Regions from separate parts of the Mus musculus genome. Here all the other regions are linked to region 2. The links are chromatin contacts, called in public Hi-C and promoter capture Hi-C maps. All regions are on one chromosome and are shown on one strand. Each heading gives the region's core, a stretch centred on a gene start, on an enhancer-like site or on the middle of the called end of the contact. The rest is flanking DNA. Distances are from core to core; before and after follow the strand shown.

Evidence for each region. Promoter capture Hi-C pulls out the DNA fragments that hold promoters and counts their contacts. A called contact is a pair of places that touch in the nucleus more often than the background predicts.
Region 1: a contact with region 2 is called in a promoter capture Hi-C map of pre-B cells, with 4 times the contacts expected there. The contact joins the promoter of Cebpg here to the promoter of Gpatch1 in region 2. A contact is called at or near these places in 4 of 39 promoter capture datasets (the C10 cell line, the HPC-7 cell line, liver and 1 more), 2 of 484 Hi-C or Micro-C datasets (CD4 T cells and regulatory T cells), 2 of 115 datasets of contacts at active chromatin or transcription factors (extraembryonic endoderm stem cells and memory CD8 T cells) and 1 of 9 other capture datasets (liver).
Region 3: a Hi-C map of CD8 T cells shows a contact between it and region 2, with 4 times the contacts expected there. The contact joins the promoter of Pepd here to the promoter of Gpatch1 in region 2. A contact is called at or near these places in 2 of 39 promoter capture datasets (embryonic stem cells and liver), 1 of 15 datasets of contacts at CTCF or cohesin (the NIH/3T3 cell line), 2 of 484 Hi-C or Micro-C datasets (CD4 T cells and CD8 T cells) and 2 of 9 other capture datasets (adipose tissue and liver).

What each region holds. Positions count from the first base shown.
Region 1 is chr7:35,054,811-35,057,882 of GRCm38.p6, reverse strand. Cebpg (CCAAT/enhancer binding protein (C/EBP), gamma) reads left to right here and starts at 1,317. Exons shown (of 2, transcript NM_009884.3): 1 at 1,317-1,507. It overlaps Gm45095 (serine/arginine repetitive matrix protein 1-like), which reads right to left and starts at 2,400. Exons shown (of 2, transcript XM_030243153.1): 1 at 1,791-2,400; 2 at 238-1,691. The coding sequence starts at 1,876. The coding sequence ends at 1,124.
Region 2 is chr7:35,316,758-35,319,831 of GRCm38.p6, reverse strand. It overlaps Gpatch1 (G patch domain containing 1), which reads left to right and starts at 1,392. Exons shown (of 20, transcript NM_026181.1): 1 at 1,392-1,491. The coding sequence starts at 1,419.
Region 3 is chr7:34,910,887-34,913,735 of GRCm38.p6, reverse strand. Pepd (peptidase D) reads right to left here and starts at 1,329. Exons shown (of 15, transcript NM_008820.2): 1 at 1,282-1,329. The coding sequence starts at 1,298.

The DNA.
Region 1 (3,072 bases), core at 68-2,567, 260 kb after region 2:
GAGTAAGCTCCCTGTGGGCAGGGACAGTGTGTTTGTCTTCTTCCATTGCTGACTCTTAGTCCACACTTTAGCACATACCGTTCTTGTAATCAGGAAAAGAATTACAGGATATCAGCTAAAGAGGAAATCTCAAGACTCCTGGGCATTGACTGCTGGCTGTGGAAGGCTTGCCTAGACACAACACAGAATGCAGCTGGCAGAGCGGCTGGCAAAAAAGAGGCTAACTCAATATACATATGACATGCAAGGATGTTTTTATTTTCGATAGTTTTTATATGACTAGAAAACATTAGGGGTAAAATCGTGGTCTTTGTGAGAAACAAAGCACGGTTCACCTTTCATAGTGCTAAGTCTTGGGAAAAAAATGGCTCTTAACACAGCGATCCAAACCTAAAGAAACATACTGACTGGTTTTGAGACATTAGCTCCCCAAGTGTGCATGGGGTTATCAGGGGTCATTCTCTGTGGTTGACTTTTTTTTTTTCAGGTATTTTCATCTCTCAGGGATTCCTCGAAGTCTTATGTGGAGAGCTGCTCTCCTGGCCTTGGCGATGAAGAAACATTTCCCTTCTGAAAGCCAGAGAGTTTTGAATGATAAGCATTGCTAAAGAGGAAGCAATCAAACCTTTCGGGCAGGCTCTGCCTTCCACCCAGCGCTGCTTCCTGTTTTTCAAAACACAAAAACAAAAAGCAACACAAAACAAAACAAAACAACAAAAAAACCCGCTTTTTGATTCTCTTGTGAACTGTTCCCGGGAGACCCAGGCTGGACCACTTGTCACTTTTAAGAGAGCACCTCATATCCATCATCTGCTCTCCGGAGGTGAGCACACTTTGGAAATCGTGATTTGTTCGGCAGCCACAGTCTGCTGTTGTCAAGCGTCTGACAAGTGCTAACCCTAGCACTGGACAGTTTTTCCTTAACGTGCTTTTATCAAAATAAATGTGCAGATGCCTCAGGGCCGTGAGGCCTAAACAAACAAAAAACCCACCCTAACTCAAAAATCCACCTGAGGAAATGTCTTTTCCCTAAGGCAGGTGAGGCCCTCGTAACTCTGATAGAACTTTGCTTGCCATGGGTCACTCCCAAGGCTCAGGGCCACCGCCTGCCACCACCGACAGCCTAAGGGGGAAACCACCGAGCGCGCCTCCAGCCAGCGCCGGTGCTGCCACGCCCACCACGCCCGTTCCGCCGCGCGCCCGCCTCTCGCCGGCACACGGCCTGTGATTGGCTGGTGGAGCTGCCCATCTCTAGAGGCGAGCGCGTCGTTCTCCAAGCAGCGCTTCTATTGGTCACGGCGGCGGCGGCAGCGCGCGGACCCGAAGAGGCGGGGAAAACCGGTGGCCGCGGTGGCGGAACGGGCGGAGGTTGCCGGTTTCGTAACCGTCGCTCCTCCTCGCCGACTCGCGGGCTGCGAGGCCTGGGTCGGGTCGGGTCGGGCCGCGCCGCGCGGGGCCGCTCGGAGTGGAGGCCGTCTGGGGGCGGGCGGGCCGGCCGGAGGCGCAGGTAAGGAGGCCGCGGGTTGTAGCTCGGAGGGGTTGGGGGAGGAGGCCGCGGCCGAGCCCGCCGCTCGCGTAGGCGCCGACCCGGCCGGAGGAGACCCGGCCCTGCCCGATTCGGCAGGTTGGCCCGGAAGGCTCCTGGCGGCTTGGCGGCGCGGGCGGGGGCCCGGAGCGGCGTCTGATGCAACCTGCGGGCAACACCCGGCGGGGCTGAGCTCATCCCTGGCCACGGCCCAGCGCCGCCGCGCTTGGCGCCGACCCCCGCGCTCCCCCGGGCGCCCCCTCACCACAGTCGGGGAAGGGATGGAGTACCAGGTGGTCCCTCCAGAACCTGCCCCTCGGCGACGTGCAGCGTGACAAGCCTGGCGCGCATTGGCCCCTAGGGATGGAGGGTGTTCCTAGAATAGAAGGTGGACCGAATCTTACTTTGGAGCCACCTAGGACTCTCTTCCTGTCGGCTTCCCAAACGGCTCGGTCTGGGGGGGATGGCCCGGGTCCTATTTGGAGTTAATAACCTAGTGGTCATCTAGGGAAGGCACTCGAGTTTTTACACACGTAACGTTGCAAGAGGGAGATTTCGTTTGTTTTTTTGGACGCGGTCGTGTGTCCTGCAGTTCACTGGGAGGGGGAGGACATCCTAGATGATCGCGCACCAGACGCAGAAGGTCAAGCCATGAAGCCTTTCCTTAGCTCGCCTGGAGGGAGCTCGGGAAAAGAGCCAGCGGAGGTATCCAGGTGGGGAAGTTGGGCATGCGGGTGTGAGAATTGTTTCTCTTTCCAAGTGGGCTTGTGTATTTCTGGTCTTAAGAAGGTTGGCATGCTTTGTTTTGCTCTGCTCCTTCTTGCTTTTTTGTTTGTTTCTTTGTAAACTGCATCATAAGATGTATCAAATTTAGAAAGGTTTTAACCTTTGTGGGTTGCACAACAGCTGGGTGTTGTGTCTCTTGAGTTTCCACCCACTTGAATCCTTATTTGAATATATTATCATTGAGTGCAGACCTGTCTCACAGAGGGAATTTGAAACAAAGCACCATAAGGTCTTTCTCTATTGAGAAATTGTACATAGAAGAATTCAGAGTATGGTAGGCAAGCCCCTCTACCTCTGAGCCACATTTCTAGCCTTCAAAGCGCTCTAAGGTCTGTTCATCTATGGCCACTTGAGTAGTAGTAATGATAAGCTAGCTATCCCTGTGGTCATTTCCCTGTTCCTGAAAAACTGTAAATAATGACAGGATGCTACTGAGCTGAAAAAAAGCTTGAGCCTGTTTCCTGAGTCTGATGGACATGCTTGACTGACTCAGTTATTTTTATGACCTATCAGAAACAAATAGGTGGGAACAGACCTCCTCCCTCCCCTCTCCCCAATATCCTTTAAATTCTCACAACCTGTCATGATTGTCGTCCCAGCACTGTGATCTTGGAGAGGTGCTTTCATCCCTAGTGAATTAAATACACCCTGGGAAAGTCCCTGGGAACAGTCCCTCTAGAGATCGTGGGAGACACAGGACCTGGTCAAAAGTTGCCTCAGTCACAGTAATGAGTCCTGGAGCGATTTTAGGTTTTCCTCAG
Region 2 (3,074 bases), core at 143-2,642:
ATTAAGAGCACTGACTGCTCTTCCTGAGTTCAATTCCCAGTGGTTCACAACCATCTGTTTGTTTGTTTATTTGCTTTCGAGACACTTTCTCTATGTAACAGAGGCCTGGCAGCCCTGGACTCACTTAGACAACTAGGCTGACATTAAACTCATAGAAATCCCCCTGCCTCTGCCTCCTCTGCCTCCTCTGCCTCCTCTGTCTCTGCCTCTGCCTCCTCTGCCTCCTCTGCCTCTGCCTCTGCCTCTGCCTCTGCCTCTGCCTCTGCCTCTGCCTCTGCCTCTGCCTCTGCCTCTGCCTCTGCCTCTGCCTCTGCCTCTGCCTCTTGAGTGCTGAGATTAAAAGTGTGAGTCACCAAGCCAGGCTGAATCACACCCCCCCCCGCCCCCCCACGTCTTGGCCAAGCTTGTGAAGTGAGATAACAGCGCCCATTGGCAGATGTCTGTACCTTAGATTTTCTGAAGGACCTCTCATTCTTAGCCCACTTGGTCTGCTTCTCTCTCTCTTTTCTAATTATTTGATTATTTATTATAGTGTCTCATTGTGTAGTTTAGGCTGATGTCCAGCTCTCTATCCATGCTTGATATCTTGTTTCTTGTCTTTCACCAATTTCCTTAGCGTGCAGGGTTCTGATATTCTCAGGGTCGGCAAATCCTTCCAAAAGTCTAGGAGGGGGCCTCACTTTTGCAAATATAAAGATGACAAGTATATTGTGTGTGAGTGTGTGTGTGGCCCGATTCATACGATGTGCACTAAAGACACATCTGCCTGTTGGTTCCTTCCCATTTCCGGTGTAGAGGGCCAGACAGTGGCCACTGGGCAAGCACTTTTCCGGAAGCTGGTTGGGACCGGTGGAAGATCGGGTTGGCACTTATTGCTGGCTGAGGCAATTAAGCAGGGGCGAAGGAGCCAGTCGCAGGACTGGCTGTACGGAATTACAGAGACTCTGCCCTGCGTCCGAATATTTGGTTTCCAGCATCTTATCGCTGTGTCCTTCCAGTACTCAGGCGCATGGCAGAGCCAGGATGGGGTGTACAGAGACCAATATTGTTTTTGTTGTTTGTTTGTTTTCGTTTTCTTCTTCTTCTTTTTTTTTTTTTCTCGAGACGAGACAGGGTTTTTTTGTGTAGCTTTCATTGTCCTGAAACTTTCTTTGTAGACCAAGCTGGCCTCGAACTCAGAGATTCTCCTGCCTCTGCCTCCTGACTGTTAGGATTAAAGGCGTGCGCTATCACTTCCCGGCACAGATACAAATCTTATCTGCAGTCGGACTTGCATAGGACTATGATTTGCGAGGAGGAGGTGACATTTCCCCCTCAAACAAGTCTTTATAGAATGCTCCAGTTCACAGAAGCGAAACTGAATGTTTTTGGCCTATAGAGGCTCCCGTAGCGAGGGGGCGGAGCCCGGAAGGAGCAGGATGGCGGCGCTGGACAGTGACAGCGACGAGGATCTGATCAGCTATGGAACGGGCCTGGAGCCTCTGGACGAAGGTGCGGGTCCGATGGCCGGCGGTGTCTGAAGGGCGCAGGCTGAGAGTCCAGCACGTGGGCGACAGCGACATCTCGTCCTGGGTCTGGGCTCGCTCGCTGTGGGCACAGGGAACACGCTGGAGAGGCTTGTGCACTGCACTTGGGCGCCGCGTTCTCGGGGGGCAGAGAAGGACGCGGAGGGCTGGGAGATGCAGGAATGACTAGGCAACATGGGTATGATGGAGGGCGGTCAGTCAGTCTCTTGTCCCGAGGCAACGTTTGCACCCGTCCTTGAAAGTAAAAGAAACCAGACCTGGAAAATCTGGGGAGAAACACTTGAGATAGGAAATCCCTTAAAGTGGCAGACAGCTTAGCAGTCTAGGGATAGTCAGGATTCGTGTGGGTGGCCCTTGCCATGGTAAGGAATCTGGAGTGTGTGTGTCCCTGAGGAGGGAACCTCGTGCATTCTAGGCTAGTGTGTTACAACTGAGCTACATATCCAACCCCAAGAATTGGAATCTTTCCTTTTTCTGACAGGGTCTCATGTAACCCATGCTGACATCAAACCCCACTTTATAGCCCAGACTGGACTTGAACTCTTGATCCTCCTATTCTTGTGTAACATGTGCTTGGTTTGCAGCTGTGTGCCGTCACACCCAGCCAGGAGTTTGGCTCTTATACTACGGGTATTGGTTCAGTTTACACAAAGAGAAATGCATTTCTTCCCTTTTACTTTTTTTTTGGGGGGGGGGGAACAGGGCCTTGCTAGCTCCACTTGGCTGGACTCACAGTATTTTAGCAGCCTCTGCCTCTCAGGTGCTGGTGTTAAAGGTGTGTAGTGCCATGCCTGGCAGGATGCATGTTTTAACATTATGTTTGCTTTAATTTTGAGAGTAGTTTCCTTGGGGGGTGGGCAGGAATGAAGCAGGGAGACTGTGGTTGTGTGGACTGGAGAGTTAGCAGCAACAGCTGTTGAGTAGGTTTTGCATGGAGCAGACTTGACCGGTGTTGACTGGAGTTGCTCGTGAAATACAGAAATACAGGGGTGAAGGTAAGATGAAGCAAGGCTCTGTGGCGTTTCCGGTCTGTTTCACTTAATGACTAGGTTTATCTACTGGGTGTCCATACCGCTGATGGGAGTGCTAACATTGTGGGGAAGATAGAGGAGTCACAGTGGTGGACCAGAAGTTACCTGTAGACTTTTGTTGGTGAGGCTTCCCCCCACTGCCGCCTCCTGCTTCCCATCCTGACCTGTTGGCTATACCTCTGAGACATTTTCACTGAGACTCTTACTGCCTTTTTTTTTTTTTTGTTTTGTTTTGTTCCATTTTTTATTAGGTATTTAGCTCTTACTGCCTTTTTAAAATTTATTTTATTTTTATTTTTTGGCAGGAGTGGGTATAAGATAGGGTCTTTCTATATAGTCCAAGCTGGCCTTCTATTTATCAAATATGTAGACCAGGCTAGCTTTAAACTCAGGACTATGCTCCTTTCTTAGCCTTCCCAGTCCTGGGATTACAGCTTTGCACATCACATATCACATATGTCTTAGACAGCTCCTCTGTGACAGAGTCACATGCAGCACAAGCTAGCCTCAAACTTTT
Region 3 (2,849 bases), core at 80-2,579, 410 kb after region 2:
CACTCTTCTACCCCTACCCTTCCTAACATCCCCTACCACCAGGTCCACACCCTCTTCCGCTGAAACCACAGCTCATGCTATCGGGGGTGGGGGTTGGGGGGGGGGAACTCTTTAAGAAGCCAAGTGGTAAATGAGGAAAATACCTAAAAAAAAAAAAAAAAGCCAAGTAGTAGTGACACACCCCTTTAATCCCAGCACTTGGGAGGCAGAGGCAGGTGGATCTCCAAATTCGAGGCCAGCCTGATCTACAGAGTGACTTCCAGGACAGCCAGGGCTACACAGAGGAACCCTGTCTTCAAACAAAGCAAAGCAAAACATAACAGATCTCAAGCAGGGTGTAGTGCCATCGTGCCTGGATTGTCAGCACTCTGAAGGGCAAAGCAGGAAGAATCTGAGTCCCAAGGCCAGCATGCGCTACATAGTGAGACCCTGTCTAAAATTCTTAAAAAGCAGATTCCAGATGACAATCCTTCTTGCTCCCCCAGGACAAAGTCTGGAGAAGTCACTAGCACCAAACCTACTAGTTCAGGGATGTACCCTACTCTCTCAGTCTTTATCTCTTAACCTTTGATCAGCTGTCCTTCCGTGACACTGAATAGAGCCCATCTGTCCAAACTTCCTCCCAGCCGAACCACTGACCCTTTAATCATACAGAATTATGGCAAGTCTAAGCGGAGCAATACACTGGGCTACTGAGGCCTGCATGGAGCCTGCATCGGAGCTAGTGAGGAGACAACTGACATACAGAAAGTCAGGCAGTATAGAATTGATCAGATAATTAAGGGAAGGTGTCTCAGAGGAGCTGACGTTTGGGCCAGGAAAGAATCAGGAAAGTGCTGGCCTGATTAACGGATATTCCACGGCCACTCCAAATACTACTCACACTTTCCCTCACTTTTGAGGAAGCGCCTGGGAACCTGGCGCCCAGACCAGGCTGGCCACCTCATCGGAGGGGCGTGGCAGTGAACAGATTTGTGAAGCTCCCACTTCGGCCACTTACGGTGAGGCTGCCACACTCGGGACTCCAGGGAAGCCACCCTCCCCCGCCCCACGAGGGCCAGTGGGCAGCCGCAAGCATGCAGGGGCTCTGCAGGTACCACTCGCCCAGCCCGGCTCTCGGTTCCGGTGCCCCAGAGAAGAAGCGCGCAGCCCGCAGCCCGCGGCCACAGAGCAACTCCAGTCAGAGCTCGGAGGCTGTCACCCACTGTTCAGCTAGGAATACCGAGGCAGGCCACCTCTACGCGGGCCGCAGGCAGGGCAAGGGACAAGCTCAGCACTCACCGCACAGTGGACGCCATGTTCACTCGGCGCTAGCGTCACGTGGAGTGCAGCGTCAGCTGAACCAGCTAGGGTTCCTCTGAGGAGGACGGGGCGGGGCCAGGGCGGGATTTTTAATGGGCGTGGTGGCTTCAGTCCCTCCCACTCCAGCTCCGGACTTCACACCCTTAAGTGGAGGAGTCCTGCAGCTGATTAAGCATCTCAGATTCCCACAAGAAACTAGAAGGAACTTGAGCAGCAACCCAGAAGGCTTTCCCTCTTGGGAAGAAGTGTCCTGAGACAGGAGATCAATTGATTCTAGGTTAGCCCCTGACCTTGTGTGTATGTTGCCGCCCACCCGCGAGAAGAACATACAAGAATAAAGAAACCATGGGGATCCACTTCTGTATCATTGGGAATAGAGGCCCCTTGGTCTTGCAAACTTTATATGCCCCAGTACAGGAGAACGCCAGGGCCAAGAAGTGGGAGTGGGTTGGTAGGGGAGCGGGGGGGGGGGGCGCATAGAGGACTCTTGGGATAGCATTTGAAATGTAAATGAAGAAAATATCTAATAAAAATTTTTTAATTTTAAAAAATAAATAAATAAATATTTATTCATATGGTAAAGAAAAAAGAAAAAAGAAACCATGGGGAGGAGGGCCAAAGATGATGGAGAGCTGGGACAACTGGAGTAATAGAAGCCTCCAGCATTCAGGAAAGGGAGTCTGGGGAGAAAGTCTCTGGCTGAGAGATAAGCAAGGCCTTCAGGGTCTTGTATATAAGTTGGAGAGTTAAATCTAATAGGCTCTAGTCCAAACCTCCTCAAGTGCAAGATGGAGGAGCTGAAGAAAGAGAAGCAGGGGCAGGGGCAGAGCAGGGGAGGGGAGGATGAGGTGGGGAATAGCAGAGCTGAGCCCTGGTGATAGAGGAGAGTCCTACAGAGAAATGAGCATCAGAAGGCAGGCACTGCCCTCCTTACTCTCAGCACTTAAAGACACTGGTTCAAGTGCTTTGCAGATGTTAGCACCACTGCTCACAGTGGTCTCACAAAAGCCCCATGAGGAAGGCAGGTGCTGTCTTAGCACCATCTTACAGAGGAGGAGACTAAGGTCCAGAAGGGTAAGCAACATGCCTGACCTCACACAGACTCTTGAGAACTTGGACACACACACACACACAGAGTGCATTAGCTCCATCTTCAGCTAAAGAGTCTCGACTCCCTAATAAGGGACGCCTTTTTAAAAATAGCAGAGGAGGAGCAGGTTTGTAGTAGGAAAGCCTGCCCCCAGCTAATCACAGCCCCACTTCTTTTGACATAAAATATGTCAAAATTAAACCAACTGCCAGCTTAATGCTTATTAATGTGTAAAAGAAGTAATTATCCTAAATATTTACAGAAGAGAGGCAGAGAACACCCAGCCATTGAACGGAGCACTCTTTCTGTAGTGTTAACCGGGAAGCACTACCCACGGCTCCTGCCCACCCAGGCCCATCTGCACAGTGGGCCTCGAGGCAGGGTCTGCTCTGACAGTCGGTTTTTTTCTGTGTCAGACACCTGCTGCCTCTCCCCGCCCCTCCCCATCAGAGGCTCC